Regions from separate parts of the Mus musculus genome. Here regions 1 and 2 are each linked to region 3. Evidence: chromatin contacts called from public HiChIP or PLAC-seq and promoter capture Hi-C data. All regions are on one chromosome and are shown on one strand. Each heading gives the region's core, a stretch centred on a gene start, on an enhancer-like site or on the middle of the called end of the contact. The rest is flanking DNA. Distances are from core to core; before and after follow the strand shown. Region 1 holds the start of Arhgap40 (Rho GTPase activating protein 40). Region 2 overlaps Ppp1r16b (protein phosphatase 1, regulatory subunit 16B). Region 3 holds the start of Actr5 (ARP5 actin-related protein 5).

What was found. Promoter capture Hi-C pulls out the DNA fragments that hold promoters and counts their contacts. HiChIP or PLAC-seq counts read pairs in DNA pulled down with a chosen protein or histone mark.
Region 1: an HNF4G HiChIP or PLAC-seq map of pancreatic cancer cells shows a contact between it and region 3. The contact joins the promoter of Arhgap40 here to the promoter of Actr5 in region 3. A contact is called at or near these places in 8 of 39 promoter capture datasets (the C10 cell line, the HPC-7 cell line, cranial neural crest and 4 more), 14 of 115 datasets of contacts at active chromatin or transcription factors (T-cell acute lymphoblastic leukemia, bone marrow-derived macrophages, embryonic basal ganglia and 7 more) and 4 of 9 other capture datasets (adipose tissue, embryonic stem cells, liver and 1 more).
Region 2: a promoter capture Hi-C map of pre-B cells shows a contact between it and region 3. The contact joins the enhancer-like site here to the promoter of Actr5 in region 3. A contact is called at or near these places in 3 of 39 promoter capture datasets (the C10 cell line, the HPC-7 cell line and pre-B cells), 2 of 484 Hi-C or Micro-C datasets (CD8 T cells and bone marrow-derived dendritic cells), 2 of 115 datasets of contacts at active chromatin or transcription factors (CD8 T cells and pro-B cells) and 3 of 9 other capture datasets (adipose tissue, liver and pancreatic islet).

Annotation. Positions count from the first base shown.
Region 1 is chr2:158,511,251-158,514,059 of GRCm38.p6, reverse strand. Arhgap40 (Rho GTPase activating protein 40) reads right to left here and starts at 1,264. Exons shown (of 15, transcript NM_001145015.1): 1 at 1,122-1,264. The coding sequence starts at 1,255.
Region 2 is chr2:158,732,714-158,735,451 of GRCm38.p6, reverse strand. The region is part of intron 2 of Ppp1r16b (protein phosphatase 1, regulatory subunit 16B); the gene reads right to left. Among named protein-coding and RNA genes, the nearest start is that of Fam83d, 34 kb to the left of the region's middle. Within about 2 kb of position 1,276, at least 120 of the 459 cell types and tissues checked have an H3K27ac peak or open chromatin away from gene starts, as enhancers often do. A contact at or near this core is called in CD8 T cells, adipose tissue, liver and 2 more, where this site is marked.
Region 3 is chr2:158,623,436-158,626,196 of GRCm38.p6, reverse strand. It overlaps Actr5 (ARP5 actin-related protein 5), which reads right to left and starts at 1,284. Exons shown (of 9, transcript NM_175419.4): 1 at 681-1,284. The coding sequence starts at 1,055.

The DNA of each region.
Region 1 (2,809 bases), core at 15-2,514, 110 kb after region 3:
AGCACATTCAGTGGCCAGACGTTCTCACAGATGGATTAGTATTAATAGACTTAGGGGATTAAGGCAGGGGTGGGAGTAAGAAGAGCCACCTTAGTAGACAGGTTGCTAGGTAGGTTGATAGAGATTATCGATAGGTCGATAGAGGGATGGGCAGACGGACGGACTCCATAGATGGAGTGATAGGTAATGGATGGCTAGTGATGTAGTTGTAGATTAGAACAATGGGATGAATGTATAGATGGAATGAATGTAAAGATACATAGAATAATGGAGGCCCCTCAAAGATGTCTGCATTTAATCCCCAGAATTTGTGACTCTGCTCTGGGTGTTCTGGCTGTGATTGTTTGGGTCCTCAAGATGAGGGAGAGCCCGGACCATCTGAGTGGGTCCAAGGCTATTACTGATGTCACCCTGTTAGTGGCAGAGGCAGGCAGGAGAGGCAATGGGGATGGAAGGGTAGGTCATAGCCAAGAGTCAGAGGTGCTCAGTGGTGGCATTGCATATGGGGAGGCTAAGAGCCAAGCAACATATGGGCCCTTAGCATCTGGGAAAGGAAGCCTCGTCCCCTGAGAGCCTGGTAGTGGAGAAAGAGTCCTTGGTTTGGGGAATCTCAGCACACTGGATTCGAAGATAGTAACTGTTGTTTGATGACTCCGAACAGCAGTATCAGGAAGCCAACACATCTGACAGACTGACCAGGGCAAAGTGGACAGACAAACAGGTTTCACCTGTTGAGCCCATTTCCCTCTGATGGGACAGAGCCCCCACAGTTCCCCCACAGGCACTCAAGGAATATGTTTTGTGGCACAAAGGTTTATCCGTATGAGTACCACTCCCTGCCAGTTGCCCCATCTGAGAGTTCCAACCCCGCTTCCTGAATCTCTTCCTGGGGAAGGACCACATCCAGTCTCCAGGGGCTCAAGCCGAAATGTGTGTGGCAGGAGCCGTAATTATCCATCTAAGAGTGGATTTGCCCAAGCTAGTCCCCAGCATCACTTAGAATTGTTAAGAATCAGGATCAGCCTAAAGGTACTCTCGCCTCACAGAACTGTTGTGAAGTGGCACCTGTTCCTCACACACAGCAGATCCAGTCCTCCCTCCACCACCCTGGACACCAGTACCTGCAGCCCAGGTGGGCCCATCGCCCCGGCTGCCTGGAGATGCGGGCTCGTGGGATCCGGGGACAGGGTGAGGTCAGGGGCAGCAGGGCCAGCCCTTCCATCTTGGCAGCAGGGAGAAGGGACGGCTCTGTCATGGACAGGCACACACAGCTCCTATTGCTGCCTCTGGGACTGAATGAATCACAGTGAGAGTCGGAGGAAGGTGGCAGGGCCTGTGGCACACCCTTCCAAGACACCCCCATATTGAGGTGAGGCTGAGTCAGCCAGAACCGCCCACAGGCAGGTATGTGTGAGCACAGACTTCCTGGCCCTTAGCCAAAACAGAAATAACACAAAAAAGCAGCAGACGTGAAGTAAGCATGTTACACATGCCTATAATCCAGAAGTTAGAAGGTAGCGAAAGAAGGTTGTGAGTTCAAGACCAGCCTGGGCTGGAGAGGTGGCTCAGCAGTTAAGAGCACTGGCTGTTCTTCCAGAGGACTGAACTTCAATTCCCCCGGCACCTGCATGGCAGCTCATAACCATCTGTAACTCCGGTCCCAGGAGATTCAAATGTCCTCTTCTGGCCCATGTGGGCTTTATATGCATATGGTACAGAAATATATGCAGGCAAAATAGCCATACACATTTTTTTTAATCTAAAAGAAAAAGAAAGATTAAAACACCAATCAACCAGCCAAACACACTTGCACCAGACATAAAACATGCTATTGGGGTGGGCACTCTCATCTCCCACAGCCTTCCCAGTTTCAAAACCAAACCAAAAGGAACAAATAAAGCTAGTGACTGGTGGTGACCCAGGCCTTCACCTTGGCTTAGTCCCTTCCCATAAGCCTCTGGGAGCTGTAGTCCTACATATGGAAAAAAGGGACCACAGGAGCTCTAACTTGCAGGTAGTCCTTGCTGGCTCAGTCAGACCATGCAGATGATCAGCTGACCATCTTCCCAACACTCCATCCTCAGAAGGAGACAAAAGAACCACCTTCCAGGAACGGAGAGGAGATGGGAGTCCCACTGCTGCCGAGGCTCCTCCCTGTGTATAAAGTGAATCTGCATGGAGGGCATGCTTGAGGCTGGCACATGATGAGGGTTCAATGGAGCTTTGTGTGAGAAACACAGTAGGTGCTCAGTGAAGGATGGACGCATAGGTGGGTGGGCAGGAAGTGGGTGGATGGACACACATGTGGACAGACGGATGGATGGATGGACAGTCAGATGGATGAAGAATGAGGGGTGGGATGAGAAAATGGCTGAATAAGGGGCCAGAGAGACACAGCACCTGTTCTTCCGTGGGCTGGAGTTGCAGTTCCCAAGGCTCACACTGATTGGACCACTACCACCTTCAACTCCAGTTCCAGGGAATCCAATGCCCTCTTCTGGCCAGCTTGGGCATCTGCACATGCATGATGTACATATGTATACACACACACACACACACACACACACACACACACACACACACACACCTTAAGAAAATGGCTGCCGGGCGTGGTGGCACACGCCTTTAATCCCAGCACTCGGGAGGCAGAGGCAGGCGGATTTCTGAGTTCGAGGCCAGCCTCGGCTACAAAGTGAGTTCCAGGACAGCCAGGGCTATACAGAGAAACCCTGTTTTGAAAAACCAAAAAAAAAAAAAAAAAAGAAAATGGCTGAGTGAGAGGGATAACTAGGAGGACCTTTAAGTGAGA
Region 2 (2,738 bases), core at 27-2,526, 110 kb before region 3:
GGCTACTTGAGGAGATGACGGTAAAGCCACTGAGATAATTAATCTCCAATGTTGGCTGGATTTGAAATCACGGTGGACACACACCTCTGGCCATGTGTAGGAGGACATTTCCAGAGATGTTTAACTGAGTTGGGAAGATCCACTCTGAGTGTGGATGGCACGATCTCATAGGCTGGATCCTGGACTGAATAAAACAGAAAACAAGAGCTGAGAACCAGCATCCATTCACTCTCGGCTTCCTGACTGGGGATACAACACAACCAGCCACCATCACTATTTCCCTTCCATGGCAGACTGTACCCTGGAACTACAAGCCAACCCCTTCCTCCCTAAGTTGCTTTGGTCAGATGTTCTTGTCACAGGGATCAGAAATTACTAGTATAGCCACTGAGAACCCCAGACACCGTTTGTATCTGGGCTGGCAATGGTGTCCCGAGCTTGACAGATGGTTGTGGAGTGAGAGAGGCCATCACAACCCTGTCCAGAAAATGTTTCTAGAAGGTTCTGCTCACATGAGCAGATTTGCATTGTCTAGAGCAGTTGATGGCCCAGGCTTCCTGTCCAGGAGACTCTGAGGCAGAAAATAAGCATCAGCTGCCAACAGCAGCATCCACACAGTAATTATCGGGGGGCTCTCTGCACTGTGTGGGAGCCCAAGCCATGTAATTACCCTGAAATCGGGCAGTTATTTTCATCCCAAGAAGTGGGACAGATCATCTCCAGCTCCAAGAAACCCTGAATACCCATGAGCCAAGGCTGCCTAGGCAGCTCTCCCTAGGAGGCCAGAGCCTGGCTCTGAGCCCAGCTCCCTGGAGCCAAGTCCCACCGCCCAGCACGCAGCCAGCTTCCCTTTCTCTGGGCTCAGCAAGAAGAGGGACTCTGCGCTTGTCTGTCCAATGTCTTTTTGGTTTTTGAGGTGCTGGGACTAGAAGCCAAGGCTCTACTACACATCTTCATCAACCAAGCTGATGGCTGACATGGGGAGCCAGGGGTCACTCCTAAGGCTGGCTGAACATTGGATAACCACAGGTCTCCACACAGACAGAAGAGCTCCAGGCCCCACAAGCAGGACAGAAAAACCACAGCCTGGTGATGGGTCACTTAGACTGTGTTCATCCACAAGCAGGACAGAAAAACCACAGCCTGGTGATGGGTCACTTAGACTGTGTTCATCCCAGAGCGCCAGAGCTAAATGTCCCCATAGACTGTGCAGTCCCCCGCTGCCTGCATCACATCCTGTGTGGCAAGGTCTGCAGATGCTTGGTTTTCAAGGCCCTGCAGCTTGTGGCCCCACAGAGGGCAACCCTCTCAACCAACTCAGAGGCCAGGTTATTTTCATCATAGTCTGTGTGAATGGAGTGCCTAGAAGCTGCATGCGGCTTTGCTCGGTTAAACCGAGATCCTGTGTTTACTGTCCCGGGCTCTGTTCCAGGCTCATGTCTTACTGGACAAACATCCTAGGGAGGAAACTTGGGATCTAAGGCTTGACAGGGGCTCAGGAAGCACCAAGAGAAAAGGGACATGCTGTCTCCTCTAGCCGGCAGTCCCAGCCTCTCTCCTGATTGCTGCACCTGAGGCTGCTCTCTGCCCACCAGACCCAGGCCTCCAGACTTAAGCTCAGTTTATCAGAGTGAACCATCTGCTCTCAAGTATGTGGTTAGCTGTGGCCTTTGGCCTTCAGGCCCTTAGCTATAAAATGGGGATCAAATGAGGACTTTGGTTTTAGGGTGCCGTGAGGATTTAGGAAGAGAAGGTCTAAGTGCCACTATTTCCAGTTACCAGGAGAAGAAACACTGAAACTAACTGGTGAGCTGCATCTGGGTCCTACCTGAGCTGGGCACTGGATGCTGGGCCATTTCCATGGGCACTGAAAGTCACCCACAAGCTTGCAAGCAGGTCCTCACAGATGGAAGTGGCCTCTCTCCAAGGGACTCTGACAAGTACTGGTTTAAGACCACAGAGGCCCTGGAGAGTACCCCTGCTCCCCAATGGGCAGAGCACCATGGAGATGGCATGAGGTGGCTCTGCTCCCCTCCCCCACATATCTTGCTCCTTCTACCACCACCACCACCACACACACACATACACTACACCCACACCTCCCAGGCAATCTGGCCGGAATCTGGGCCAGCAAGGCCATCTGCTCTTAGCCTTTCCAGCTGCAATGCTGGGCTGCAGGGGTGCCTTCTCTGGAGAAAGCTGGTAACAGCTGTCTTCACAGGCTAACGTCACCACTGACAAGATTGTGTTTTCCTTTGACATTTTACCCATCTTGCTCCCCAGAAGTCACTGCTTGGCCAAGCGCTGGCGAGTGACATGCAAGCTCAGGAGTGGGTCCTGCCCCTGCCCCTCAGGACTGGGCAAGGAGGCTGCAGGGTCGGCCCACAGCAGGTGGACCTTGAGCAAGATGCAGCTCCCCAAGGCCCACATGCTGCTTGCTACCTAAGCAGATGCTTTGACGGGCATGCTCATGGGTACCAAGCACCTCTTCCTCTTCCCTGTCTCATCTCTTCCGCTGCCTCAACCAGTCCTCGCTTCGTCCCCCAAGTCCCACCTGCTCCCTCCCTGTTGTGGCCTTCTCCTGCTGCACTCGCTTCTGGCTTCTTCAAACCAGCCAAAGCTATCACCTGCGTCTGAAACCTTCTTTTTTTTCCACCCTGGGCCAGCAATTTCTTCTTCAGCCTTGAGACTGCAACTGAATGTTGGCTCTCTGTGGCACCATGCCCTCCCACACGGCA
Region 3 (2,761 bases), core at 35-2,534:
ACTCAAGGCCAGACACGAGGACTAGAGAGAACACATTAGAACCCAACTCTGTTTCCCAGCACCTAATCTCTGACTCCAGTCACAGAAGATCACCTGCCTAAGGCACCTACACTCTTGTACACATTCTCACACATATAACTTTGAAATAATACATCTTTTAAAAGGTGCTCACGGGCCATTTTAAAGAATACATTTCATCTCTATTGGAGATTATTTTGGGAAGCCAAAATAACATGATCAATTTAAGCTTTTCGTAGGTCTGTCTGTCTGTTGGTTTTTTGTTTTTTTAAGATAAGGTTTCTCTGTGTAGCCCTGGCTGGCCTTGAACTCACAAACATCTGCCTGCTTCTGCCTACCGAGTGCCCGGATTAAAGGGCCGTGAACCCATGCCCGGTTCATTTTAAGTTTATTAAGTCAAGCTTTGGCTAAACTGTTAACTGATAAACCCCGTTGGTTTTATCTTCAAAATACTTCCAGGATCGGACTGGTGCTGGTAAAACTCATCTCACTTGGACTATTGCAAACTGGACCCTTGTGCCTGAGACAGCCCATCCTCTGGAAGATAAAGACTTCGTGGTGTACCCTTAGCTCCTAGCACAAGGCTGACGAACTTGTGTTCAATACCCTACTGCCTGGCATGACGGCTGAAGCCGAGCGCGCCCTGCCCGGCAGGCCCTCACCTGCGAGGAGACGCCGAGGTGCTGGAAGCTGTAGTCCAGCAGCAGTTCCTGCAGTTCCAGGTTGACCGGGACGTTGCGATCGAAGGGCGAGCGCAGCATCCAGCGCAGAGGCTCCAGGCTTCCCAGCGCGTTGCCCACCTGCGGCCCCGGCCCGCCGCGCGCCCCGCCGCGGCCGCGCGCACACACGGCGCGGAACTGCAGGCGAGGCTCGGGACCGGGGTCCGGCCCGGGGCACGCCCACCCGGCCCGAGCCTGGAACGACCCGTTGTCCAGCACCAGAGGCACCGGCTGCGACCCGAAGGCCACCGGCCCGGCTTCGAGCACGGGATCCGGAGCAGAGCGGGCATCTCGGAAGCGGAACACGTTGGCCTCCATCTTGGCCAGCGCCGGTCCCGCCCCGAAGCCGAGTGCGTCACGAAACCCCGGGCCGCGTCTGAGTCTCTGGGCCCCGAAGCGTCCGGAAGCCTCCTCCTTACGGGAGGACTCGCTGGTTTCAGCACCTGATTCCCGCCTGGCGCTCCAGAACTTTCTGTGGGTTTCTATTCCCCGCTGATCCAGGCCTCAAGTCCAACCGTAGCTCCAGCTTGTCCGCAACAGCCTCCTTGTGGCCACGCCTCTTCGCGCTAACTGGCTGTCCACGAGCCCCGCCCCCAGCTCCGAACATGGAGGCGTAGCCACGCCCCTTGCTCTAACTAAGGGACCAAAGGCTCCACCCACACTGGGCTGGACTCCGCCCCTCCCTGTCCCCTTACTCTCCCTTGGTCTCTGTCTGCATAGCCTTGCAGATCTAGCCCTTAGTTTTGTGACCGTGTTAAGCTAATCTCCTTCCCCTTTGACTTCTTTTTCTGTTCATTTGTTTATTTATTGCGTGATGGGTGTGGGAGCGTGCCAAGATGCCTGTTCTCTTCACCCAATAGGTTCCAGGGATGGAACTCAGGGCCCTCAAGGGCCCAGTCAAACTCCAAACTCTGAGGTACTACTAACTTCAGTTTCTGGGAGTGGCAGCTAAAATGAATATTTAGTGAGTTTGTAAAAATTCATCAAGCTGTCTACTTAAGATTGAATATTTCACTTTTTGTTTTGTTTTGTTTGGTTTGCTTTTTTGAGACAGGGTTTCTCTGTGTAGTTCTGGTTATCTTGAACTTACTCTGTAGACCAGGCTGGCCTCGAACTCAGAAATCCGCCTGCCTCTGCCTCCCAAGTGCTGGGATTAAAGGCGTGTGCCACCACTGCCCTGCTTTGTTTTTGGTTTTGTCTTTGTTTTTGTTTTTAATCATGTCGTTGTATCTCATGCTGGCCTTCAACTCTCAGCCATCCTCCTGTTCCAGCCTTTTATGTATTAGGGTTATTGACATCTCACACACACACACACACACACACACACACACACACACACAGATACACACACAGACACACCAGTTTACCCCTTGTTTTGGAGTGCATTCTATAAAAGCTTCTGGAATACAGAAGAGGATATGGGAGATAATTTTTTTGAGACTGGATCAAGTGGGAGATAATTTTTTTGAGACTGGATTAAGTGTCTTCATTTTATCCATTGCCTGATTGAACATTTGACTGAATTCCTACCAGGACGGCTCCACCCGATAAGATTGCCCTGAAAGCCTGCTGACCATCCTCCCCTCTCCCACCCACCACCCAGCTTGCAGCTGTTGTTTGGGGCTTAGACACCCTGATCACCACTCCAGCATTGTTTTTTTTTTCTCTTTCCTCTTTCCCCAAGCACGCCACGACAACTCAAGTTTTCTGTTTTCTTGATTGCTGTATTTTCTTTCTTCTTTTAAGCTTTAGCCCTGCACTTTGAAGGCTGGTTTATTTACATGACGTTTTAAGAAAAGTGGCAAAAAAAAAAAAAAAAAAGCCGGCCTTGGTGGCGCACGCCTTTAATCCCAGCCCTCAGGAGGCAGAGGCAGGCAGATTTCTGAGTTCGAGGCCAGCCTGGTCTACAAAGTGAGTTCAGGACAGCCAGGGTTATACAGAGAAACCCTGTCTCGAAAAACAAAAAAACAAAGAAAGAAAGAAAGAAGGAAGGAAGGAAGGAAGGAAGGAAGGAAGGAAGGAAG